2 separate regions of the Sus scrofa genome follow, and region 2 is linked to region 1. A link is a contact called in public HiChIP or PLAC-seq data. All regions are on one chromosome and are shown on one strand. The core of a region is the stretch at or near the end of the contact, and the rest is flanking DNA. Distances in the headings are between cores, read along the strand shown. Region 1 overlaps RIN2 (ras and Rab interactor 2). Region 2 has its middle 90 kb from the start of RIN2.

Region 1 (5,899 bases), core at 1,771-4,270:
TCAGATTTGTTTCTGTTGTGCCACGACGGGAATTCCATAGAACTGCCATAGTCTTTTGAATGGCAGTTTGGGATTCTGGATTCAGGACCAGGATTCCCATCTCCTAGGAAACTGTGATATTTGACCCAACAAATAAAAAATCTATGTGTTACTCCTTTGGCAAGATTTCCTCTCAATCTGAGGAACTTGTTTTGAAACAGGTGCTGTTGCCAAGGGAGCCCATAAAATTTTGTAGGGAAGCCTGGAGGTATATTCACAGTCAGCTCTGAAATTTGGATGCATCTGTGTTGAGTGAGGCCTGTCTGATGGGCCATTGGGTTGTAGGACTGGGAAACAGAATCCTGGTAAAGCTATCAGGGCCTTGCAATGTCCCCACTGCCATCTCTGCCACCAAGCTTTATGCACCTTTGGAGAGAATTTAGAGCATTTCCTGAGTTGAAGGTAATATAATCCACTGGGTTGTTGACCTCCTAAAGACATGCCCTGGGTCCCCATGACCTTTGGTGGCCTCCTGGCTCCGTGGTCGGCCTGCTGTGTGTACATCCTGCCAGGGGCCCGAGGACCCAGGTAACAGGGATGGTACTTGATGTCCCTGTGAAGGGCAAGCAAAAGGAATCCACTCTGGTGGCCACTCTCCAGAGACAACCAAGCTCTCATTAGTGTATATTCAGCTTGTTAATTGTCAACATGCACTTTATCCATTTTGTGAAGAGACAGTGCTTCTTAAAATTCTGTGCCTCATTTATTTGTTCATCCAGCAAGCAGTTCTGGAGGGTCCACTCTGTGGCAGGCACCACGCCCTACAACCAAGGGTCCCTCCCCTCCCCCGCTTCCCAGGTGTACAGTCTGTATGGGAGACTGTACCTGGGAGCCAGGTGTGCTAAGCTTTATAAAGGCCTACAGCTCAACACACCAGGAGGCTAAGGGGGGGGCACTGAGGAGGTGAGAGCGGTTCTACCCAGGCCAAGAGAAATACGAAAAAGGCAAGCCAGTGTGTACTTTTCAATTTTCTAGTAAGTACGTTAAGGAAAATTCAAGGGGGAATTCATTTTTTATTATTTCATCTTTTAGTATGGTATCTGAAATGTTATTGCAATACATCATCCATGTTTTTAAAGTAGTAATAAAACATTTTACCTTCCTTTTTTCACACTGAGTGTTTGAAATCCAGCATGGCTTTTGTCCTTACAGCACACCTCTGTTCAGGCACTAAGTTTTAGGGGGAAATGCATGGATCTCTATTTAGATTTCCTCAGATTTGCAGTTGCAAAAGTGGCCAACCTGGCATTCTCATTGTGGCTCAGCAGGTTATGAACCCGACTAGTATCCATGAGGGTGCAGGTTCGATCCGGGGCCTCACTCAGTGAGTTCAGGATCTCGTGCGGCTGTGGTGAAGGCCAGCAGCTGCAGCTCCAATTCAACCCCTAGCCTGGGAACTTCCATATGCTGAGGGTGCAGCCCTAAAAAGACAAAAAAAAAAAAAAAAAAAAAAAGTACTCACATACCCAGGTTCCAAACAAACTGATGCTTCCCAGTAACTGAATTGAGTGTCAGTTTTGACCTTTAAGTTGATTTCCATGAAATAATATGGAAAATTGAGTCCCTCCATTGCACAAGCAAGATTTCTAGCGCTCACTGGCCGCAGGTGACTGTTGGCTGTCCTGTTGGACAGCAAAGAACAAGAGGGGAGGAAGACAAGAGAAAGTGGCGACTGAAGAGGCACTGCCAGGCATTCAGGGCACAGCTGGGGCAGAGCGGGCTCCAGCCTCAGCTTCTCCCCAGGCCCAGAACTAGCCTTTCCGGGTCCTTGGGAAAGAAACAGCTTCAGCAAACACAAAACAGCAAAGCTGTGGAGAGAGAATCACCTGTTCCAAATGAAAATGACCCCATCACTGCCTCTTTCCGTTTGCATGGAGCACAAGAGATATAGGCAATGTAGCTGCAGGAAGCAATGGGCACCCTCCCCTTCCAGAGAAGGATGAACCAAGCATGAATAGCCAAGGCCAGGAGGCTGCAGGATTGGGAAGGATGGGCAGCAAACCACAAATGTAGATGGTCAAACTTGCACTCAACCTTCGTGTAAGCTGGCTGTCCTGTTTTTTTGCTGATGGGACCCATGAGTGTATTTTTCCTCCTTTTGGGTTTTAATGCTGAATGTGTAAAACCCCAGGCAGATTGTGTAACATCCCCCAGGCCCAGCTGCTGGTCCTGCCCATTAAGGGGGAACTGCCGAGCCCTCTGCAGAGGGCAGCCAGGGAGACGGGGATCAGAAAGGATGCCGCTGCTTTGCGGGCAGATGTGGTCTTCGTGGAGCAAGTGGGGAGCCCCGTGGCCTTTGCCCAGCTTGCACTGTCATCATCCCAGTTCCTTTTGCCTCACCTGGGGAAGCCTGGGCCAGCTCTGTGCGCGGCTGAACCGTCTCCCCTGGGCTTTGACGGTGAAAAGCCTCCAGGGCCTTCCCAAGAGCCCGCAGCTGGTCCTGGCAGCGTTTCTACCCTTTCCAGTAAAGGAATGTAGTTAAAGCAAAGAGAGAGAGAAACACACTGCAGTGTAGCGCCTCCCCTCCAGAGCCGAGTATTGCCCTGCAAGTGTGCTTTTTTTTTGTGAAGGAACAGCCCGAGTGCACTGTATTTACATTCTTGTGTTCACTGATAATGACTTTCAGATTTTTGGAGCTCTCCAGCTGACAGCAAACCCCCAAACCCTCCACCTCCCCATAGGCCTCTCTCCTCCGACGGCGTTGGTCCTGCCTCCCGCCAGCTCTGCCTTATAAATGGAGTGCATTCTATCAAAACCAGGGCGCCTTCGGAGCTGGACTGCAGCCAGACCAACGGAGCCCTCTGCTTTATTAATCCTCTTTTCTTGAAAGTGCACAGCCAGGACCTCAGCGGAGGCCCGAAGCGGCCCTGCACCCGGACTCCCAGCGCGAATGGCACGGAGAGGCCTCGGTCTCCCCCGCCCAGGCCCCCGCCACCCGCTATTAATAGTCTGCACACAAGCCCTCAGCTGCCCAGGAGCGCGGTCCCGGCGAGCATGCCGGAAACAGCCAGCCATCACCCACATGGGAACGTAGCTCTGCTTGGATCCAGACCAACCCCCGTCCCTCCACCCCGGCTCAAGAAGCAGGCTTCTTTTCTGGAGGCGGAGGGCGGCGCAAAGACCTTGACCGGCGGCCGGCCTCGCCTGGAGCCTGAGGGCCTGGCCCGCAGCGCAGGTGGGGCCCCGGCAGCAGAGGAGGTGCTGTTGGTGGTGGAGGAGGAGGAGGCCCCGGGGATTGCACAAGGGCCCGGGCCGCCGCTGCCGCCGCCGCCGCCTCTGCATCCCCATCCCAGCCCCCGTGGCGAGGAGGCAGACAGAGGCTGAGTGACATGAGCATTTCCACTTCCTCCTCCGACTCGCTGGACCTGGACCGCAGCATGCCTCTGTTTGGCTACGAGGCGGACACCAACAGCAGCCTGGAGGACTACGACGGGGAGAGCGACCAGGAGACCATGGCCCCCCCCATCAAGTCCAAGAAGAAGAGGAACAGCTCCTTCATGCTGCCCAAGCTCGTCAAGTCCCAGCTGCGCAAGATGAGCGGGGTGTTCAGCTCCTTCCTGACCCCGGAGAAGCGCATGGTGCGCCGCATCGCCGAGCTGGCCCGGGACAAGCGCACCTACTTCGGCTGCCTGGTGCAGGACTACGTGAGCTTCCTGCAGGAGAACAAGGAGTGCCATGTGTCCAGCACAGACCTGCTGCAGACCATCCGGCAGTTCATGACCCAGGTGAAAAACTACTTGTCCCAGAGCTCCGAGCTGGACCCCCCCATTGAGTCGCTGATCCCCGAGGACCAAATAGGTAAGTACCCACCTCGCCTTTTTTTTCTTTATTATTAAAACAAGCAAACAAACAAACAAAAAAAACTGTAGCCTGGCCAAACAGTGCATCCTATGTCAGTTGTCTGGTAGTTTTCTCTGGTGTTTGAAACAACAACGCACTCTACCCCCGGGCTGATTTGAACTGGGATCGCAGCTGCTTGAGGCAGACGTCATATTATGCCTGACTTGGCTGCTATGTGCCAGGTTTGGACATGTTTTGGGGAACAATCGATGGGAAGGGCAGAACGGCTCTGTTTGGGGATGGAGCTTGCCTTCTGAGGGTCCGCTTGCCCCCTGATTTTGTGCTGTGTGTGTGACCCCCTGTTGAGTGTTTTCTGAACGTGCGTCTCTGCAGGCTCTGCAACCACAGAAAGGTGTCTTTAATGCCTTCTAAGAGGCGGCGGGTGTTTTGTGCTGCTTTGGTTGAAAGTGCCTGTTTTACATTCAGAAGAGGGCAGAGCTCATGGCTGTGTGGCTGGGTGAGTTTCCACAGTGACCACAACTGTATAACAAGCGCCAGCTCAGCAGAACATGACCCACGTCCAGAAGAAGCCCCCTGGGGACCCCCGCCCTGCCGCCTTCTCCCCAAAGGGTAACCGCCCTGCTGGCTTCCAGTCCTAGAATTCAGTAAGAAGCACTGTTTGGCAGTAAGGGAAAAAAAAAAAAATCCAAAGGACAGGTTTGTTTTTGTGTTCTTTTTAAATAAGTAACATATTTGGAGGTCACATGAAAGGTGTTTTCTCCCAAGTCAAGGGGAAATTCTTTCTTCATAACCTCCTTGAAGGGCTGAGTTGCTAATCGTTACTTTGGCCAAGGGAAAATTGGATTTGGCAAGCCGTCTTTTTTCCAGGGCGAGAGTGTTAGGGGATTTTTTTTTTTTTTTTTTTTTTTTTTTAATTTCAGAAGGTTGACTCTGAAAGGCTAATTTCAGAAACTTCATTCACTGGGCAGCAGCAGCCAAAAGAGTTACCAAACATTTCCAAGCGGTTCATAAAGCAAAACCCAAATGTCTTCTTTCTGATTGGGTCTGTTTGTCAAAAGTAGTAAACAGTGTCTGGTAGCAAGTGCTCCTTCTCTTTCCCTCCTCCCTCCCTCTCCCTCCTCCCTCCCTCTCCCTCCTCCCTCCCTCTCTCTCTCCTTTAAGTGAGTTTCAGCAGCTTTTTCATTTTGTCGCAAAGAATCAAAGCCGTGTTTGTTTTCCTGGGGCTTGCGCCTGGGCTGGCAGGGCGGGGCTAGGGCTGGGGTGCTGAACTGAAGGCTGGAAAGAATGTGCCCCAGGATGAGCCTTAATGATAGAAAAGCCTCAGGAAGACGGAATAGGCATGCAGACTGCCTCTGTCCTTGTCCCCGCCAGAGCCTGCTTCTCAGGAGAGACTGACTCAGAGCCTGAACCTACAGGAGTAGCTTCCTCTGGGGGCACCCAGGCGAGCGAGGCGGGCGCTGATGTCAGCACTGGGCTATGCAGCGGGCAGCGCCAGCCAGCCCACGGAGACTAGGCCCCTCCCTGGGGACCAGGCCTTCCCTTCCTTCCCCGCCGCTGCTGCTCTGAGTATCCGGCCAAAGGACCAGTCCCGGGAAGCTCTCCTGCCAGCTTCTTTGAGATGGAGGTTCACATTGGGTTCTTGGTCTTGCAGCAGGAGATCTCATTTTCTCCAAACACAAATTTAAATTTGGCCAGCTGCTGCTGCTCCAAGAAGGATGCAGCTTTCAGTTTAAAATCTAAGGCCATAAGGAGAAGGGAAGCTGACATCGAGGGCATCCCTAATTTGAACCAGGCCACCTATCTAAGCAATTGCAGTGGGTCCTGGCCTGAGCCCTGTGACACAGGTACCTGTGTGCCGTAGGGCAAGGCAGGGCTCTGCCAGGTGCAGCCTGGTGTCCCAGGGCCACCCCAGCCAGGAACTAGCGCGTGAAGCATTTGAACTTCTTTGTGTCAGATGCAAAGCCCATGTTGTTTAACCTCATCCCCTGCTGCTGCCTATGTTCCTATTTTCTCATCAGAAATTCAGGGGTATGGAAAAAACTTTTGATTTTGTCTGTAC
Region 2 (5,371 bases), core at 1,212-3,711, 180 kb before region 1:
GCACAACAAAGGAAACCATTAAAAAGGGAATAGTAGCATTAATTTTAATATATTTTATTTAATTCAATATTGCCAAAGTATTCAACATGTCAGGGTAAAAAATTGTTAATGAGGTATTTTACCTTTTTTTTTTTTTTTTTTTTGCTTTTTAGGGGCTGCATCCATGGCATATGGAGGTTCCAGGCTAGGGATCCAGTTGGAGCTGAAGCCGCCAGCCTATGCCAGAGCCACAGCAACCCCAGATCCGAGCCTTGTCTGTGACCTATACCACGGCTCACGGCAACGCTGGATCCTTAACCAGGGATCAAACCCTCAACCTCGTGGTTGCTAGTCGGATTTGTTTCCTCTGAGCCACAAGGGAACTCCTATTTTACTTTTTTTTTGTAGTAGGTCTTCAAAACCTGGTGTGTGTTTTCTGCACATCTCAATGTGGATGCCCCCTATTCCAAGTGATGAGGAACCACGGGGCTGGTTTCTGCTGTAGGGGGCAGCCCAGCCATGGAGGGTCTTACTCTGATAACAGCAGCACCTTTTCCTTTGTAGCCCCCTCTTTCTCCCCTCTCCCCTAGATGGCAATGCCTTCTTCCATTAAAGAAAGGAAGAGGAAGGAAGAATTGTCAGGAAAAAGAGAGGGAGAAAAAAATACTCCAGGGCACCATCTTTCACAGCTGGCTTAATCCTCACTAACAAAAAGTCTTTGGGCAAAAAAATTGGGGACTGACACACTGTAACATACTTTAACCCTTTTCAATGGTATTCACATAGAGACTCTAGAAATCTTGTGACAGAGAAACCTGTTTTACCCCTTGTAACTGCACTTTCCCCAGTTTATCAGGGTTATGGAACCGTGTTTTCCTTTAATACTTAACTCATGTCTGTTGTCAGCTTACTGTCTTCAACCTGCCTTTAAAAAAAAAAAAAGTTTCAAGTAGTATTTTTTTTCTTTTTTCTTTTTAAATTAAAGAAAATTTACACTGTTATGTTAGTTTCAGGCATACAGCAAAGTGATCCAATTGTATACATACACATACATATTCTTTTGCAGATTCTTTACCATTATAGGTTATCATAAGATACTGAATATAGTTCCTTATGCTATACAGTAAATCCTTATTGCTTATCTATTTTATATGTAGTTGTTTGTGCACATTAATCCTAAACGTCTAATTTATCCCTCTCCCCACCCTTTCCCCTTTAGTAACCATAAGTTTGTTTTCTATGAGTCTGTTTCTATTTTGTAAATAAGTTCATTTGTATCATTTTTAAGATTCCACATATGAGTGATGTCATATTGTGTTTGTCTTGCTCTTTCTGACGTACTTCAGTTGGTAGGATAATCTGGCAGTCCATCCATGTTGCTGCAAATGGCATTCATTCTTTTTAATGGCTGAGTAATATTCCATTGTGTATATGTATATATATGTGTGTGTGTGTATAACAACTTCTGTCATAGAGCAAGAGGACGTCCTGTACAACATTGCTTTTATCCTGAGGGTCTTAGTTTAAAATCTTTAAGGGCTTTTAAGCTTCTGATGAGAATAATGAGTCCGTATTTTCCACAGTGCATTGCATCTAATAGGTGCTTAATCAGTACCCATTTAATCAATGAATAGTTTTGATCAAGACCCCCTTTTATAAATTTAGCTTTTCTCCAAAAACGAAGCAAAAAGTTAAGATAGTTTAAAATTGTCAAGGTTGAAAACACTTTAATATTCCTTAGAGCAAATCCATTTGGCTTAGGAAAGCAATGTAATTTTGAAATGAATTTGCATTTCCCTTAGAAACACAGCAGTAACCAATGGAAAACAGACACTCTTTGCTGGGGAAATGCTTCTCGTATCCACAGACTGTGAGACCAGCACAGCAAGGTTGGGTCAGCTTCCCAGGCCATTCCACCTGTTCTCCATGACTCAAAGGGAAGTCTCAGAAAGTCTGCTCCTCTTTTTAACATACAGCTATATTTTTCTTATATAAAGACACAATTTTTATACTACTGATGTTTTGTTTTATTTTATTTTATTTATTATCATGATTTTGCTTTTTAGGGCCACATCCCCAGCATATGGGGGTTCCCAGGCTAGGGGCTGAATCTGCGCTACAGCGGCCAAGCCTACGCCGCAGCCATAGCAACTCAGGATCTGAGCCGCATCTGAAACCTACACCACAGCTCACAGAAACGCCGGATCTGTAACCCACTGAGCAAGGCGAGGGATCAAACCCACATCCTCATGGATCCTTGTAGGGTTCGTTAACTGCTGAGCCACAAAGGAAACTCCATGCTGGTGTTATAAGTTTCTGTGTATAAGATTTTATAACATCATAAATGCCCACTGTTAGCTTGGTTAAAATCTATTCTGTGGATTGGTCAGGGTTTGGCTGGTTGTATTTTTCAAAATCAAAACCCCTTTGGGGAGTTCTCTTGTGGCACAGTGGGTTAAGGATCTGGCATTGCCACTCTAGCAGCTTGGGTCACTGCTAATGGCTTGGGTTCAATCCCTGGCCCAGGAACTTCCACATGCTGGGAGGGTGGCCAAAAAATCCTCACTAAAACTCTTTGGAAGTTAACTAATAGCTTTTTACTTGGTGGGTTTTTTTCCCCTTGGATGCTCAAAAACCTGCCTTCAACACTTAGAGGTGCCACTGCAGCAACATTAGTGGAAATTGGGTGCTGGCCGCAACATCTAATACTCTGTTTTGCCCATGTGTTCAGAGCACCAGCTACCTAAAACTATAGTCTAATGTTAGAAGCACAGTGACTACTGAAATACTGCTGGTGGCAACAACCCGCTTTCCTGAAAGGCCAGATAGGTTTAGCAACCTCCCTGGTGTATTTTGTTACATCCAAGTTGGAAATAGATGCCCGAATGCTCAACCTCAGGCAGCAGGTATTAGTGCAGATGCCTACTTCATGCTCCATACTGTGTAATGCCCAGCGGATTACGGGCAAAGGAAAAAGACCCGCATCCCTGAGCAACACCCGTTGAAACAATGTACTTAAGCTGTAAAAGCTCTGCAGTTGGGAGTCCACAGTGTAATCCTTTCAAATAGATGAAATGCTGAATAACATTGACGTGAAATCATGGGCAGTGGGCAAAGCATAACGTACCCAGGCTTCTGGGCACACTGAGGGCATGAACATAGGCATTTGGCTTTTCCTATCTTGTTGAATGAAAGATTCACAGCATAATAAAGATTTTCAAAATAGGTATCTCTGAAGTATGGATGTATTCTCAGGGCTTCACGTATCTCTTCGGGAATTTTCAGAGTGTGTTTTTATTTTAAAGATAATAGTTAATAATTCATCTAACTGTACTCTGCGGTCATCTCAGGCAATGTTTATGAAACTGTGGCTGTAACTCCCCTAGTAGACTCGTTAATGGGTGAAGTTGGGCATTGATTTCAATCGAGTGAATGGAAAATAGCAGGATGTAAGAGTCAGGTATTGTTTTGAAAAATGTTTGTTTCTGTTTTGTATGTATGTGGGAAGGGGGCCTGGGTCCTGATGGGAACTGGGTTTATTACTGTGGGCAGATGTCCAAAGAGCTTGAAAGCCGTTAATCACAGGTCACTGGTTCTCAAGCCTCACTGCACTTTAGAGTCACCCAATGGGATTTGAAAATTAAGGCTGCATGGGTCCCACCCCCAGAAATTCTGCTGGAATGGATTTGAGGTGTGGGGCTTGCTTAAAACTTCTCAACGATGTCGCTGGGGGTGTGAACCCATGAAAAGTTGAGCCTTGTAGCCAAGTCTTGCCGGGTAACTTCAGTCCTGCCTCTGGTTTGTGTTTCTTTGGTTTGCCTGGAGGGCCAAGTTGTCCTGCAGATTGGAATTGGAATTGTCAGAGGGTTTGAGGAGGAAGCAGGCGGGTTGAGGCCATAGATAATGCTTTGCCCTAGGGAAAGGCAGGTGCAGTCCAGTGGGGCGAATGGATGAAAGTTCCCAGTGGATCCTGTGGAGACAACGTGAAGAGAGAATGCAGAGGGTGGAAGAGAGGAATCATGTCAATTGTGTGAGCAATTCCACTGGCCCTTCCCCTCAGAGTTGGCACAGTAGGGGGCGCCAGAGTCTGCAGTCTGTGAGTAGATGCCTCTCCTTCCGGAGAGCCTCCCTAGCAATTTACCTTTAAGGGTGACTCCTGGCTGATTTTCTTGCATTAGCCCTTCCCCTCCCAGAAGATGCAACTCCACTCTATTCCTATGACAAGGGATGGATGGGTTTAGCAAAACAACATCATCCCTTACATTACATTTAATCTGGTTACTTCTAGTCATATTGGTTTACATTCTTGTTCTTACAGACTTTATAATTGCGGCTTGTTGTGTAATGATACAAGATAATGAGAACAGGGTATTTACACCGTTATTTTATTTGTCCGTATTTATTTATTTATTTATTGTTGTCTTTTTGCCTTTTCTAGGGTCACTCCCATGGCACATGGAGGTTCCCAGGCTAGGGGTCTAATCAGAGCTGTAGCCACTGGCCTACACCAGAGTCACAGCAACGCAGGATCCAAGCTGTGTCTGCGACCTACACCACAGCTCACGGCAATGCTGGATCCTCAACCCATTGAGCAAGGCCAGGGATCGAACCCGCAACGTCATGGTTCCTAGTCAGATTCGTTAACCACTGAGCCATGACGGGAACTCCTGTCCATACTTATTTAATCATAATGTAAACAATGTGATGGAGGAAGCAGTAGAATTTTTGTCCCTTCCTTTGCTCACTGGCCCCCTTTGCTCTGTGCAACTGTGCTGCCCATCCTGGAGACAGTGGGCAGTAAATCAACCCAACCTCTCATCTATCTGTTAGCAACTCTCAAAAGACACTGTGAAGGGATGTAAATGGGACAGAAACTTCTTGGGATGATTTTTCAGTAGCCCTCTCTGCAATATGAAATAGGCGTTCAGAGGAAAATCTGAGTTCGGAAGGAAAGCGGGATTTAAATTACAACCCCCCCCCTCCAAAAAGGTGAGGACAATGATGGCGATAACTGCCATTGGTGGAGGTGGCCGTTAACGCTTATTGAGCATTTGCTATGTCACCTGCCATAGGCCAATGCTCTCCATGCTCCTTCTACATGGTCCTTTGAACAACCCTTTGAGGCAGGTGCTGTTACAAACACCCCCCTTTACAGATGGAATCCAAGGAGGTAACAAGTAACTTGGCTGAGAGATTCAACTGGGATGCAAGGCTGACGCTGTTGCCTCCAGGCTTGAGAGCTGGATCTTCTCAAGTACATGGAGAGGGGAGGCTATCTATTCCAGGCCAGAGATGGGGTTCAAGGGAGTAAAGGAGGGGTGTGTGTGACCTCCCGTTGGGGAGGGTACCAGGGGAGGTGCTGGCCAGGAGGTCAGGGTCTAGTTATGCAGTG

What was found. HiChIP or PLAC-seq counts read pairs in DNA pulled down with a chosen protein or histone mark.
Region 2: an H3K27ac HiChIP or PLAC-seq map of skeletal muscle shows a contact between it and region 1. The contact joins two enhancer-like sites. A contact is called at or near these places in 1 of 5 promoter capture datasets (fetal liver), 6 of 47 Hi-C or Micro-C datasets (alveolar macrophages, blood, embryonic fibroblasts and 3 more) and 2 of 2 datasets of contacts at active chromatin or transcription factors (alveolar macrophages and skeletal muscle).

What each region holds. Positions count from the first base shown.
Region 1 is chr17:28,027,226-28,033,124 of Sscrofa11.1, forward strand. It overlaps RIN2 (ras and Rab interactor 2), which reads left to right. Exons shown (of 13, transcript XM_021077420.1): 8 at 2,666-3,230; 9 at 3,266-3,837. Among named protein-coding and RNA genes, the nearest start is that of NAA20, 40 kb to the right of the region's middle. Within about 2 kb of position 3,021, at least 58 of the 83 cell types and tissues checked have an H3K27ac peak or open chromatin away from gene starts, as enhancers often do. A contact at or near this core is called in skeletal muscle, where this site is marked.
Region 2 is chr17:27,848,525-27,853,895 of Sscrofa11.1, forward strand. No RefSeq gene overlaps it. Among named protein-coding and RNA genes, the nearest start is that of RIN2, 90 kb to the right of the region's middle. Within about 2 kb of position 2,462, at least 1 of the 83 cell types and tissues checked has an H3K27ac peak or open chromatin away from gene starts, as enhancers often do. A contact at or near this core is called in skeletal muscle, where this site is marked.